3 separate regions of the Mus musculus genome follow, and all the other regions are linked to region 1. Evidence: chromatin contacts called from public Hi-C and HiChIP or PLAC-seq data. All regions are on one chromosome and are shown on one strand. Each heading gives the region's core, a stretch centred on a gene start, on an enhancer-like site or on the middle of the called end of the contact. The rest is flanking DNA. Distances are from core to core; before and after follow the strand shown.

Evidence for each region. Hi-C and Micro-C count contacts between places; a contact is called where the count stands out from the background. HiChIP or PLAC-seq counts read pairs in DNA pulled down with a chosen protein or histone mark.
Region 2: a Hi-C map of the G1E-ER4 cell line shows a contact between it and region 1, with 2.4 times the contacts expected there. The contact joins two enhancer-like sites. A contact is called at or near these places in 7 of 39 promoter capture datasets (the C10 cell line, HPC-7-derived erythroid cells, hippocampal neurons and 3 more), 3 of 15 datasets of contacts at CTCF or cohesin (the G1E-ER4 cell line, large pre-B cells and pro-B cells), 56 of 484 Hi-C or Micro-C datasets (the AML12 cell line, B cells, the Ba/F3 cell line and 34 more), 13 of 115 datasets of contacts at active chromatin or transcription factors (T-cell acute lymphoblastic leukemia, astrocytes, bone marrow-derived dendritic cells and 8 more) and 1 of 9 other capture datasets (embryonic stem cells).
Region 3: an H3K4me3 HiChIP or PLAC-seq map of bone marrow-derived macrophages shows a contact between it and region 1, with 4 times the contacts expected there. The contact joins two enhancer-like sites. A contact is called at or near these places in 2 of 15 datasets of contacts at CTCF or cohesin (large pre-B cells and pro-B cells), 1 of 484 Hi-C or Micro-C datasets (cranial neural crest), 4 of 115 datasets of contacts at active chromatin or transcription factors (bone marrow-derived macrophages, cardiomyocytes, double positive thymocytes and 1 more) and 2 of 9 other capture datasets (adipose tissue and pancreatic islet).

Annotation. Positions count from the first base shown.
Region 1 is chr3:9,464,680-9,468,640 of GRCm38.p6, reverse strand. All of the region lies in intron 4 of Zfp704 (zinc finger protein 704), which reads left to right. Among named protein-coding and RNA genes, the nearest start is that of C030034L19Rik, 64 kb to the right of the region's middle. Within about 2 kb of position 2,135, at least 21 of the 459 cell types and tissues checked have an H3K27ac peak or open chromatin away from gene starts, as enhancers often do. A contact at or near this core is called in the G1E-ER4 cell line and bone marrow-derived macrophages, where this site is marked.
Region 2 is chr3:9,592,181-9,596,141 of GRCm38.p6, reverse strand. All of the region lies in intron 1 of Zfp704 (zinc finger protein 704), which reads left to right. Among named protein-coding and RNA genes, the nearest start is that of Zfp704, 16 kb to the left of the region's middle. Within about 2 kb of position 2,146, at least 6 of the 459 cell types and tissues checked have an H3K27ac peak or open chromatin away from gene starts, as enhancers often do. A contact at or near this core is called in the G1E-ER4 cell line, where this site is marked.
Region 3 is chr3:9,554,322-9,558,282 of GRCm38.p6, reverse strand. All of the region lies in intron 2 of Zfp704 (zinc finger protein 704), which reads left to right. Among named protein-coding and RNA genes, the nearest start is that of Zfp704, 54 kb to the left of the region's middle. Within about 2 kb of position 1,687, at least 8 of the 459 cell types and tissues checked have an H3K27ac peak or open chromatin away from gene starts, as enhancers often do. A contact at or near this core is called in bone marrow-derived macrophages, where this site is marked.

The DNA of each region.
Region 1 (3,961 bases), core at 886-3,385:
CACATTCACCCAGGGAGCTTCAAGAAATGTACCTCTCGGACATCAAAGAAATCTCAGAATTTGCCATAAGAAGTGGGAACTCCAGCTGTACACACTGACAACCAGGGTAGCCACACCACCCAGGAGAAGAGAAACAGGAATGTTCCGTGGCATGTCTGCGTCGGAGGATGCACTTTAGTGACCTTCGTGCATTAGGTCGGCAATCGTGAGGGATGAGAACTGACTACCAAGGGAAAAGATATAAACCTAAGAAATAACTAATTTGTCTGGGCAGACAGTCTGTTTTTGTTGATGGAGCTTCCTAATTTCTTACCTGTTCTTTTAGATCCTTACTGTCCATTTGAAATCAACAGTCATTTGCAGGGGAGGTTGTTATCTAGTGGAGGTTGTTTGAGAACCTTCTACTTCCAGATTGACTGGGAGGCTGTGAGTCACTGTAATGAGAGGTGAGCGGGAGTGAGGATCCGCTGAAGGTGTGGGGTCAGCACTGCCCTCTGTTGGGGTTTTTATCTCAACAGTGTGCTGACACGTGAGTGGGTCCTGTACTGTGGCCTGTCACTCAGAACGTTTGGAAGCACCTAGACCATGTCAAATGATCCCCAGTCCATCCCCTCAGCCACTGCTCTGGGACCCTAAGAAAGCCAGCTTGACCCTCGAGATGGCACCTTTTTGTAAACCTGGTAATGCACCCTCACACCTTGAGGGACAGTTGTGAAGTTATTAAATGTGATTCCACGTACGAGAGCATGCACTCTTTTAACAGACATCCATTCCCTAGACTGTAAACACAGCGAGAGAAGTGTTCACTGCACGTAGGTATGGGTCATGATTGCGGACACCCTCCGCTCTGTCTGACCTGCTAACACTCGAATAAGGAAGTTCAAAGTGTGAAGTGCTATGCACAGACACGTATTATCTGATGAGCACTGCATTTACACGTTTTGTCACAGTTTATCAGATGTGTATACATGCAGCTTTTCATTTCATTGGACCCACAGTTTTCGGTAGAGCCTGATTCCCACTTTGCAGAAGCAAGTGATTAAATTTGTACGGCTTGCCCAAGGTTGTTTATATTGTGACAGAAAAACAGTGAGCTGAGCATAAATAATAGAGGCTGCTTGTGAGCAAGATGAGTAAAAGAATCCACAGAGGAGAATGGCAGCCTAGTCTATGGGCCGGTGGGAGCTGAGGCACAAGAGGGACACTACTCCTTCCTCAGCCACAGCGGTGAAATGTGAGAGAGGCACCAAGCTGTCCTGGCTCTGCACGTCACTTGGCCAGCTTTGGGAGGGCAGAATCTAGCAGACTTTTTTCCTCTGGTTTCTTTCTTTCTTTTTCTTTATTAGATATTTTCTTTATATACATTTCAAATGCTATTCCGAAAGTTCCCTACCCCTACCCCTGCCCTGCTCCCCTACCCACCCACTCCCACTTCTTGGCCCTGTCGTTCCCCTGTACTGGGGCATATAAAGTTTGCAAGACCAAGGGGCCTCTCTTTCCAGTGATGGCCGACTAGGCCATTTTCTGATACATATGCAGCTAGAGTCAAGAGCTCCGGGGGTTACTGGTTAGTTCATATTGTTGTTCCACCTATAGGGTTGCAGACCCCTTCAGCTCCTTGGGTGCTTTCTCTAGCTTCTCCATTGGGGGCCCTGTGTTCCATATTATAGATGACTGTGAGCATCCACTTCTATATTTGCCAGGTACTGGCATACGAGACAGCTATATCAGGGTCCCTTCCTCAAAATCTTTCTGGCATATGCAATAGTGTGTGGGGTTTGGTGGCTGATTATGGGATAGATCCCCGGATGGGGTAGTCTCTGGATAGTCCATCCTTTTGTCTTAGCTCCAAACTTTAGTGAGGTAACCCAATCACAAAGGAAGTCATTAGATATGCACTCACTGATAAGTGGATATTAGCCCAGAAACATAGAACACCCAAGATACAATTTGCAAAACACAAGAAAATCAAGAAGAGGGAAGACCAATAGGTGGATACTTCATTCCTCCTTAGAATAGGGAACAAAATACCCATGAAAGGAGTTTCCTCTGGTTTCAAATAGATTGTTTCCGAACTACTATGGAATGTGACTGGGACTCTGAGAAGATGCAGTTCCTGTCATGACCACGAGGTGATGCAATGACCCAAAGTATGGGCACTATGGTACTCTCCAGAGAAAACCAATTCTGTAGAAGGGTAAAAGTTAACTACCAATTCCACAAGACCTTCTGGAAAGTCAGATTCCTGGTTCTGTCATATCTAGGTGTGATGTTCTGTGTATTCTGAAGTTGGGGTGTGTCACTGCTGTGCTGTGTGTGCTGTGCTGTGTGTGCTTTCGCCCTTGGATGCTGAGTGGGTTGGGAGCTTAGGAACCCTAGGCATAGAGACAAGATGCCATGGGCCTGATCCTGTATTGATAGATCAGTGCTGAATGGCTCACGGTGACTGTGAACCCCTCAGTCACCCAGTGCACTTTTGGGGTTAATGTGAGAAAACTCGCTGCAATGTTGTGAGTTTGGGTAGCTCTGGCAGAAATTGGGAATACACAGGAAACCTGACTCAGGAGTCTGTCTACTGGACCAGCAACAGTACCCCAGAGGCGCTTATAAACCTGGTTTTCATCACTTTCCCTTGGTTCGTAGGTGTGGTGACCATGGACAGTTTTACTGGGGGTTGGTTGGAGGGGAGCTTGAATCAAAACAGGAAGCTGTAAGCTAACACAGGAGTTTCGGTAGCTGTGTGGTCTTCAACCACGAGTTAAGCATTTGCTGCACTCTGCATTTTTTATCTTTGGGCTTATACTTATCCCCCAAAACACACAGATCTACAAAACTCATAAGTATGATGTGTTGTTTTAAACAAAATCCCAATTGTTCAATTTTACCAATGAAAACTTGGGAGCCAGATGCTGCAGATGCTGGAGTTAAAGCCTGCTAGCTCAGACAGGCAGAGAAAGCACCAACTGACCTTCCTCCTTAGTGGACCTCCCAAAACCGAATGTCCCTCCCTTCTACTTCCTGTGCATCTGCCTATCAGGTCCTCCTGACTCCCTCTTACTATGTCTTTTTGTTAATAATCACATATTCGCTCCCTGTCAAATGCCTCTTGACCTATGGTTGATTTTACTTAAATCTTGTTTACAGTATTCAAGCAAAAAGTTCCTGGATTAAAAGTGTGTGTTAGGGCTGAGCTACACCACAACTGGAAATAAGTTTTTCCAATAAATAACACAATCTCGGGGTCCACAGTGTGGTTACATATCCTGCAACAGTGGTGCCCACCTGCATCGTGAACTCTACAGCGTTCATTCCGAATCTGCTTCTCAGGAGCAGGAAGGTCTCCCAAGGGAGTGCTGTGCAGAAGCGGTCCCAATGAGGATAGTGCGTGAGCACACCAACCCCAAAGGTACACTGGGTGATGGAGAGGCTCACCACCCTGAGCCACTCGGCACTGACGGATCAATACGTATCAGGATGGAGGCAAGTGTTCTCTTGTTTCCATACCTAGGGTTCCCTAGCCCCCCACCTGCCCAGCATCCAAGGCACAGCACAGCACAGCAAGCATTAGCAGCATTCATGGCTCTTCCATCTTTTCATCCGTGTGTGTTTCTCTGGAATGACACATCATCAGGAAGAGCAGCAAGCAGTTAACCAGGAGAGGAAGAGCACAGATCAGAGCCCTGGGCTCCCAGAGTCCAGGGTGGGCCAGCCATGTGGTCCCTAGGTTGAGGGTGCTGGAGCACCGAGGAACTCAGACAGCATCTACAGTCGTCCTAACCATCCAATCTCACCTAGGAGTCAACAGGACAAAATGCACTTCTAGAATCCATGGATTAAGAAAATAATTGACTAGGGATTCTTATTAACTCAGGAACCCTCAGGCCACACGTTTACCTCTATAGTAAATTCCTATCACTGCAGTGCCGGCCATGGTGGGACTGGCTGAGGGGAAGTGGAAGGA
Region 2 (3,961 bases), core at 897-3,396, 130 kb before region 1:
TTGGAAACTGAACTCAAGTCCTCTGCAAGAGCAGTGCGTGCTTCTAACTAATGAATTCTTTCTCTGGTCCGTTTTAAAAAGAGGATGAAAACTATTATCATCATCATTATTTAGAGGCAAGGTCTCGGTCTCATATATAGCCCTAGCTAGCTAGAAACTCATAGAGATCCGCCTGCCTGTGCCTCCTGAATGGTGGGATTTAAGGTATGTACTCCTGCAACCTGCTTAAACTGTGTTATTAGGAAAATAAATTGTGATCAGGCATGGTGGCACATCTGTATACCTACCTACCCAGGAAGACTGGGGGAGGAGGCTCCCGTGAGCCTTGGCAAATATATTAAGATCCCCCTCACACATACTTAACAAGCACAAAGAAATCATTTGTTCTTAGTGGGCCTGACAGCTGATTCAGTAGAGAGTTTCTGTCTTAGTCAGGGTTTCTATTCCTGCACAAACATGACCAAGAAGCAAATTGGGGAGGAAAGGGTTTATTCAGCTTACACTTCCATCACCAAAGAAGTCAGGACTGGAATTCAAGCAGGTCAGGGAGCAGGAGCTGATGCAGAGGCCATGGAGGGATGTTCCTTACTGGCTTGCTTCCCCTGGCTTGCTCAGCCTGCTCTCTTATAGAACCCAAGACTACCAGCCCAGAGATGGTCCCACCCACAAGGGGCCTTTCCCCCTTGATCACTAATTGAGAAAATGCCTTACAGCTGGATCTCATGGAGGCATTTCCCCAACTGAAGCTCCTTTCTCTGTGATAACTCCAGCTGTGTCAAGTTGACACAAAACTAGCCAGTACAGTTTCTAAGGGAATTTCTTCATCTGGTACTTTTTGACTTTTATAACTATAACCTCCATCCTCATAACTTTCTTGGCCAGATGGGTTCAAAGATGGATCTAGGATTTGAGACAGGGAGGTTTGAAAAGTACAGTTGTAAGGGGATCTAAAATATGGAGAGCAAAACCACAGCCATTTATATCTAGCAAGGTATAATTATTAGTTTGTGTTCATATCACCAAAGAAAATGATTGAAATTCCAGGGCAGCATAAATGAAGGGACTTCTGCTCACTGAGATGCCGATTGACGCCACTCTGTCAGCACTGAGCGCTGAGCACCCTGGGTACAGACTCCTTTCCGCTCTCTGATACTCAATAGTTACAGCTCCTCGTGGCTAGCCTCAGTTGACCCTTTTGATAAATGCAGAGCTTGATAACATTTTTCTTGTTTTATGAATGTGGAAAACAAGAGAAATGGCAGCTTCTGTGGAAAGAAATACATATGAGGTAACTTCATATCAAATGACACAGATATTTGTCAAACATTTCAGAAAACAGTTGGGACCAACAGATTTAAAAAATAATTGGAATCGGTACCTAAGCAACAATGGAAATTTAAGGAGAGAGGAGACTGTTTTGGATCGACTTACAGATTAAAACAATGTGAGCTGCCTTGTTCGTAAGTTGTCAGACGTCATGTAGCAGGTGCTGTGCAAGGCAGCTCCGAGTCACTTCCTGAACACTCAGTTGCCCGTGCTCTATTAATTTGGGTCGAGATCCAAAGTGTAATTAAGAACATGTTCTTCAAATGCATGTTTTGGATAGGTTTTTCAATTAGTAGATTAATGTTCTTCCAACTCAGAGAAAATCTAACAAAATATTAGAAAACTAATAAAAAATGTGAATGACAGTCTTAAAACTTAAAAGACAGTGTGGATTGTGTCTATTAGAAAAGAAAGCAGTCTTGTTTTCCATATAGTGCGTGTCCCTGTCAGGGGCACAGGGGCAGCTATGTTGGTAGGTGCTTGCTATGCAGGTGTGATGACTATCCATCCGCAGAGCTGCTGGTGCTTATGTGGGAATCAGAGACAGGCGGATCCGAGGCTGGCGCTCAGCTGCCTTTGCCTGACCTGTGAGTACCAGGTCCTGGTAAAGAGACCCCACTGTGCCAAAAGTGAGGGGCTGGAGAAGTGAGGTGGTTGCTCACTGAATGAGAGCACCTGCAGTTCTGCTAGAAAACCCAAGTGCAATCCAGCCTTCCACATGGTTTTTTTTTTTTTTTAAAACAGGACTTAGATTTAAAACTGTGTTTGCAGGTTCCTGAGGAGGCCTGAAGAGGGCACCAGATTCACCTAGAGTTGTCCAGTATAGGTGCTGTCAACTGAATTTGAGTCCTCTGCAGTAGAAGCAAGTCTTCTACTTCTGAGCCATCTCTCCCGCACAAAGATGACTTCTGTTTTAATTACATGGACACATACATGGCTATGTAACTCACTTTCGTGCTGGTGCCTATGAAGGGGACAGTGGGTCCTCTGGAGTGGGAATACCGGGGACCTAAGAGAACTGTGGGTCCTCTGGAGTGGGAGTACCAGGGACTTAAGAGAACAGTGGGTCCTCTGGAGTGGGAGTACCAGGGACTTAAGAGAACAGTGGGTCCTCTGGAGTGGGAGTACCGGGGACCTAAGAGAACTGTGGGTCCTCTGGAGTGGGAGTACCGGGGACTTAAGTCCTGTAAAGCAGCAGTGCTTCTTGTTGTTTTGAGACATCTGCCCTGGCACTCCCAGAGATCCACCTGTCTCTGCCTCCCATGTGCTGGTATTAAAGGCATCGCATCACCTTGCCTGGCCTAGCAGTAAGCACTTTAACTGCTGAGCTGTTCGTCCAGCCCTTACATTTTTTGAGATGAAGTGGCTCACTGGGAACTGGGACCTGCAGGTTAGGTTAGGCAAGCTGGCCTTGAGTCCTTGGATCCTCCTGTCTTCCCAGCATTGGGATTGATGAATGCCACCTTGACTCACTGTTTACGTGGGTGCTAGGGATAGATCAAACTCAGGTTCTTAAACTCAATAGTCAGACCTGCACCAACTGAGCCATGTCCTCAGCCCTCAGCTGTCATGAGGATATAGTCCTGGCCTCTTAATCCGAGGTTGCAGCTCTGAAGTGTGTCACTCACTGCGCAGAAACCAGTACCCATCTGCAGTCACACGCAGGGTTCCCTGTAGCCACCATCTAGTGATTCCTTTTGTTTTCAGTGCCACTAAGTCTTTATTTGTTCATTGTGATTTCTTCCGGAGAAAGATGGAGCGAGGAGGAGAGTTAGGGTGTTAGAAAGCTTTAGGGACCAAGGGGAAAGAAGCCTGGGTAACAAAGCAAACCGTTCAGTAAGTGTGCTCAAGAGTTACGTTCACCGTGACTCAAGGGGGTGAGTGTTGAGGACCTGAGAGAAGGGTCCCCATTTTTCTTCTCAACTCAACTCTTCCTTGTAAATTCCAGACCAAGTTTTGGTGTTGAGTGGTAACTGTAGAGGTGACTTACATCAAAGCTGCATTGCTTTCTGATATTACTGTCTAGCTTTAGGCTGGCCTCAAACCCTCACTGCCTGCCTTAGTCACCAGAGTGCTGGGATGGCTTGTAAGCACCATGATGCCTGCCTGGCTTGTTGGATAATCTTGTGGCCATGGGGATATGAATTTCTTCTGTGTGGATCAGGTTTCCATGTGGACGACCGATCCATTCACTCTTCATTTTCCATCCTGGAGGATTTGGGGTAATGAGATCTAACGGACTAATGCCATGGAGACAGTCAAGAATTGACTTTCCCCAGAGGGCAATGGATTGGGAACAAGAGAAGAGAATTCTAACTTCCTGTCGGGTTTTACAGAAGAACTTTGGGCTGTAGATATATATGCAGGAGTTACATATATATGCGTACCTTGTTGCTGTTTTGGCTAAAGGAGAGGCAGGAGCTTTGTGAGGGGTGGGGACAGTCCTTCCCTGGTGAAGAGTGCACCAGCCTTATTTCAGGTGCTTTGCCATACATAGGATTTCCTGACAAAATTGGTTTTTTTTTGTTTTGTTTTTTTTTTTAAATTGGGGCTGGAGAAAAGGCGCAGTGGCTGAGGAGCACTGGAGGGAGCACTGGCTGCTCTGGCAGAGGAGCCTCAGCGTCCACGAAGTGGC
Region 3 (3,961 bases), core at 438-2,937, 90 kb before region 1:
TTTCCAAGCCAGTTAGTTATACTAAGGAAAGGAGAAATAACTGACCCCAAATACTGGTAGACCTAAAGGCCGTGCTTCAGCATGCGACAGATAATTAGCTGCCGTTGTGGTAGTGATTGCTCTGTGGAGTTCTAAAAGCCAGCTATTTAACACTTGCTGGATAAAATGAAGTAACGACCAGATGCCAGTCTGAAAACCGTCTGCAGAAACTCATTAGCCTTTGAAGATATAGTTCAGTATTTGACAAGTGCCGTGTGTGTGTGTGTGTGTGTGTGTGTGTGTGTGTGTGTATCTATCTATCAGTCTGTGTGTCTGTTTCTGTGACAGTGTGTGAATGTATGTGTTTGTGTATGTTTGTCTCTGTGTGTGTGCATGTGTGTGCATGTTGTCCTTCTCTGAGTGTGTGTGTGTATGTGTGTATCTCTGTGTATGAATATGAGTGTGTGTGTTTGTGTATGTTTGTCTCTCTGTGTGCATGTTGTCCTTCTCTGAGTGTGTGTTTGTCTGTGTGTTGTTTGTGTCTGTCTCTGAGAGTGTGTGTGTATGTATGTATGTATGTGTGTGTGTATGTATGTATGTATGTGTGTGTGCATGTATGTATGTGTGTGTGCATGTATGTATATCCTTCTAAAAGTGTCTCATTATGTGGACCAGGGTGGCCTCAGACTCCAGAGAGCTTTCTGCTTCTGCCTCAGGAAAAGATGCATCAAAGGCATGGACTGTCATATCCATCTTCTGGAACCCTTGAGTTCTAAGTCGGAAAGTAACCTCATCTGTAAACCACATTCCATGCGCACAGTAAAAACCCAGTGCTACTTTGGCTACTTCCTATCCAGTGTCCCTTAGAGCATGGTCCCCTGTGGCAAGCTTGGAAGTAAATGAAGTAAAACGTTCCGTCACATATTTATTATTTGAGATATGGTCTTGCTCTGCAGCCCAGGCTGGTCTTGAAAGTGGACTGTTCCTTCCACCACAGCGTCCCCAGTACTCACGCGAGCCATAATACCTGCCTTCAAAATTGCTGTCTTTTATTTCCTGAAGCTCAGTTAAGCCCACCAGCTCCTGGGTAAAAGATGTAATATTTCATACACATCAGGAGCTTCTCAGGTTCCCAGCTTGGTAGCCAATACGAGACCACTGAGAAAGGCCGCTTTGACATTTTAAATTGTTTTTAAACACATTTTCTTTAAAACACATACATAAGAATAATACAAATATACTCACTCATGTTAGAGAAACACTAAGACTATGATTTGTGGCTCTCCTAGGTCATTGACAGAATGTCAATAAAGAGAAAACTATCTTTTCTAAGAAACTCCTTCCTGCCTACTCTCTTGTCCTACTGTCTCAGAAACTCTAGTCTGTGAGTACCTGCTGCCTCTCTAAGCTGCACAAAGTCAGAAAGCTCCTGGAATCTGCACACACCTGCCTCTTTGTGCTGAGATTTGTTTTTTGGTTGGACACAGGGTTTCTCTGTATAGCCCTGGCTGTCCTGGAACTCACTTTGTAGACCAGGCTGGCCTCGAACTCAGAAATCCACCTGCCTCTGCCTCCTGAGTGCTGGGATTAAAGGCATGGTGCTGAGATTTGTACTCTAAAGCCAGTGAGCAGGTCAAGCACAGAGAGGCACATGTGCTTTCTAAGTGTCTTCAGTCACCCGGAGTCAACCTTCCAGGGAACTAGAGATCTGAAACCACCCTGCGAAGGGAAGTCATTCACTGCTCTCTTCTTCAGCAGGAACAAATCCAGGAACTAGAATGCTGGGCTTTCTGTTTGTTTTAAGTATCTCTTCCTGTCAGATGCTCGTAGGTGATTTCTGAGATTTAAGTGTAGACCTGCTGCCCTCTCTCAGCTCCTCCCACGCTCCCAGCAGAGCCATGGAAGCTGAGGCAGAGGCAGAGGAACCGTCCTGCTCGCACTGCCCTTTGTCTTACTAACAGTGATGGTACTGATATGGCCTTCATTTCGTAATGTAAGAAAGCCTGTGCTTTGTGACCCAAATTGCCTTATGAATTTTTGGGCAAGAGGAAAGAGTGGGTAGATACTAGTGGGTGTGTTTTAAAAAGAGCTTTATACTGTCCTTATTGCTGATTTTAAATAATAACTATTTGCCAATAGCTGTATACTGTAACCATTTACTCTTGAATACAGATTGCTACCACATTAAAATTTGCACCTGCTGAGAATTGCGCTTTGAATGGAGAGCATTAGGCTCTTCTCTCTGGATCAAACTGAATAGTTATGAAGCAAAATTCTGAGGGATGGAACTCTTGCAGGCATCGTTTCTATCATGTGTAACTAGTGGAGCCTTCTGTGGGATGTCCTTGGCAGTAACTTTAACCATCCAAGCCTAGTGGATGAAGAACACGGGGACAAGGTGGGGCCTTGGCCTTTACCTTGGCGCTCATACTCCCTCTCCCTCCCTCCTCCTCCTCTCCCTCCCCCTCCCCTCCTCCTCCTCTCCTGCCCCTCCCCTCCCCCTTCCCCTCCTTCTTCTCTCCTCTCCCTCCTTCCTCCCTCGGTCCTGCTCCTGCTCTCATACACACACACACACACACACACACACACACACACACACACTCACTCACTCACTCACTCACTCACTCTTAGTTTTTTTCCTCACACTTGAAGAACTGGTGCTATAACTGAGTGGTATCATGGTTGCCCTGGTATCAGCCTCTCAAAAAGGAAAACATAGGACTCAGTAACGCTGGCCAGAAGAAATCTCACTGTCAGACACAGTCTGTAGTCACAACATAAACACAGGGAGAAAAGATCAGCTAAAATAAATATAAGTACTAAATTTAGTAAAACATATCTCAAGAGCTGGAGAGATGGCTCAGTGGTTAAGAGCACTGACTGTTCTTCCAGAGGTCCTGAGTTCAATTCCCAGCAACCACATGGTGGCTCACAACCATCTGTAATGGGATCTGATGCCCTCTTCTGGTGTGTCTGAAGACAGCTACAGTGTACTCATATACATAAAGTAAATAAATAAATCATAAAAAATATCTCAAGTAGTTTCTCACCAGGTAATGAGGTTCTCAGTGGTGTTTTGTACTGTCGGTTGCGTGCTGTGCCTTAAGAAGCTGCCCTGTGTCTTACAGGAGGCATCAGCTATTGGGCATGGGTATGGCTGCTGGTGACTGGCAGCAGTCAGCCTGACGGGCAGCGTGGGCAAGATTGGCATCACAGCCTGTCTTATCTTGTCAAGGCACCAGTTTCTCTCTTCATTTCTTCTCCTTTCTCATACATGAAGAAAACGTCTCACCTACTATTAGGAGTAGACTTCTCTCTTGGTGTCAGTGTGTGAGGCCTGGTAGGTACGGAGAACAAGTGTGTAGGGTTAGGGGGTGAGGGCACATACAATTAAATAGCTTCTGTTGGAAATCTTCAGCTGGCTCTGGTGTGGCCCCTAACAGGTTATATTTTGTATCTTGTTACAAGGCTGTTTAAATTCCATCCGAGTCAGATGGTTAAGCAGGTGTCAGTCCCAATTTTAGTTCTTTAAAAACACAGAAACAGCTTCCTTTCCAGGGCTTGAGAGAACTTACCTCAGTTACCATGCACCCTGCTGTCCCCACAGTGGTGACCCTTACAGAAGGAGTTATACTTCCCGTTAAATTTAAGGCACACACCATGTGTATATTTATGCTTTTTCTTCATGTACTGCATGCAGTAAGAAGAGTTAGTTACTGCGTATAACTTTAGAGCTGGGAAATGCAACCAATATATCATATATTTTCTTAAGGACCTGAGCTCAGGGTTTCATTTGGTTACTGGCTTCAGTTGTTACTGTACCTTTAAATGTTAGCTCTCCCCTTAATTAGGGAGGCTCCTTTCCTCTAGCATTCTGGGGAATTAAGGGACACAAGGCTGGAGAATTAACATTAACTTGGGATACTTAGAGAATTTGATTATCTTTAGGTAGTGACACACTTTAGGGGATATGTTTGATTGG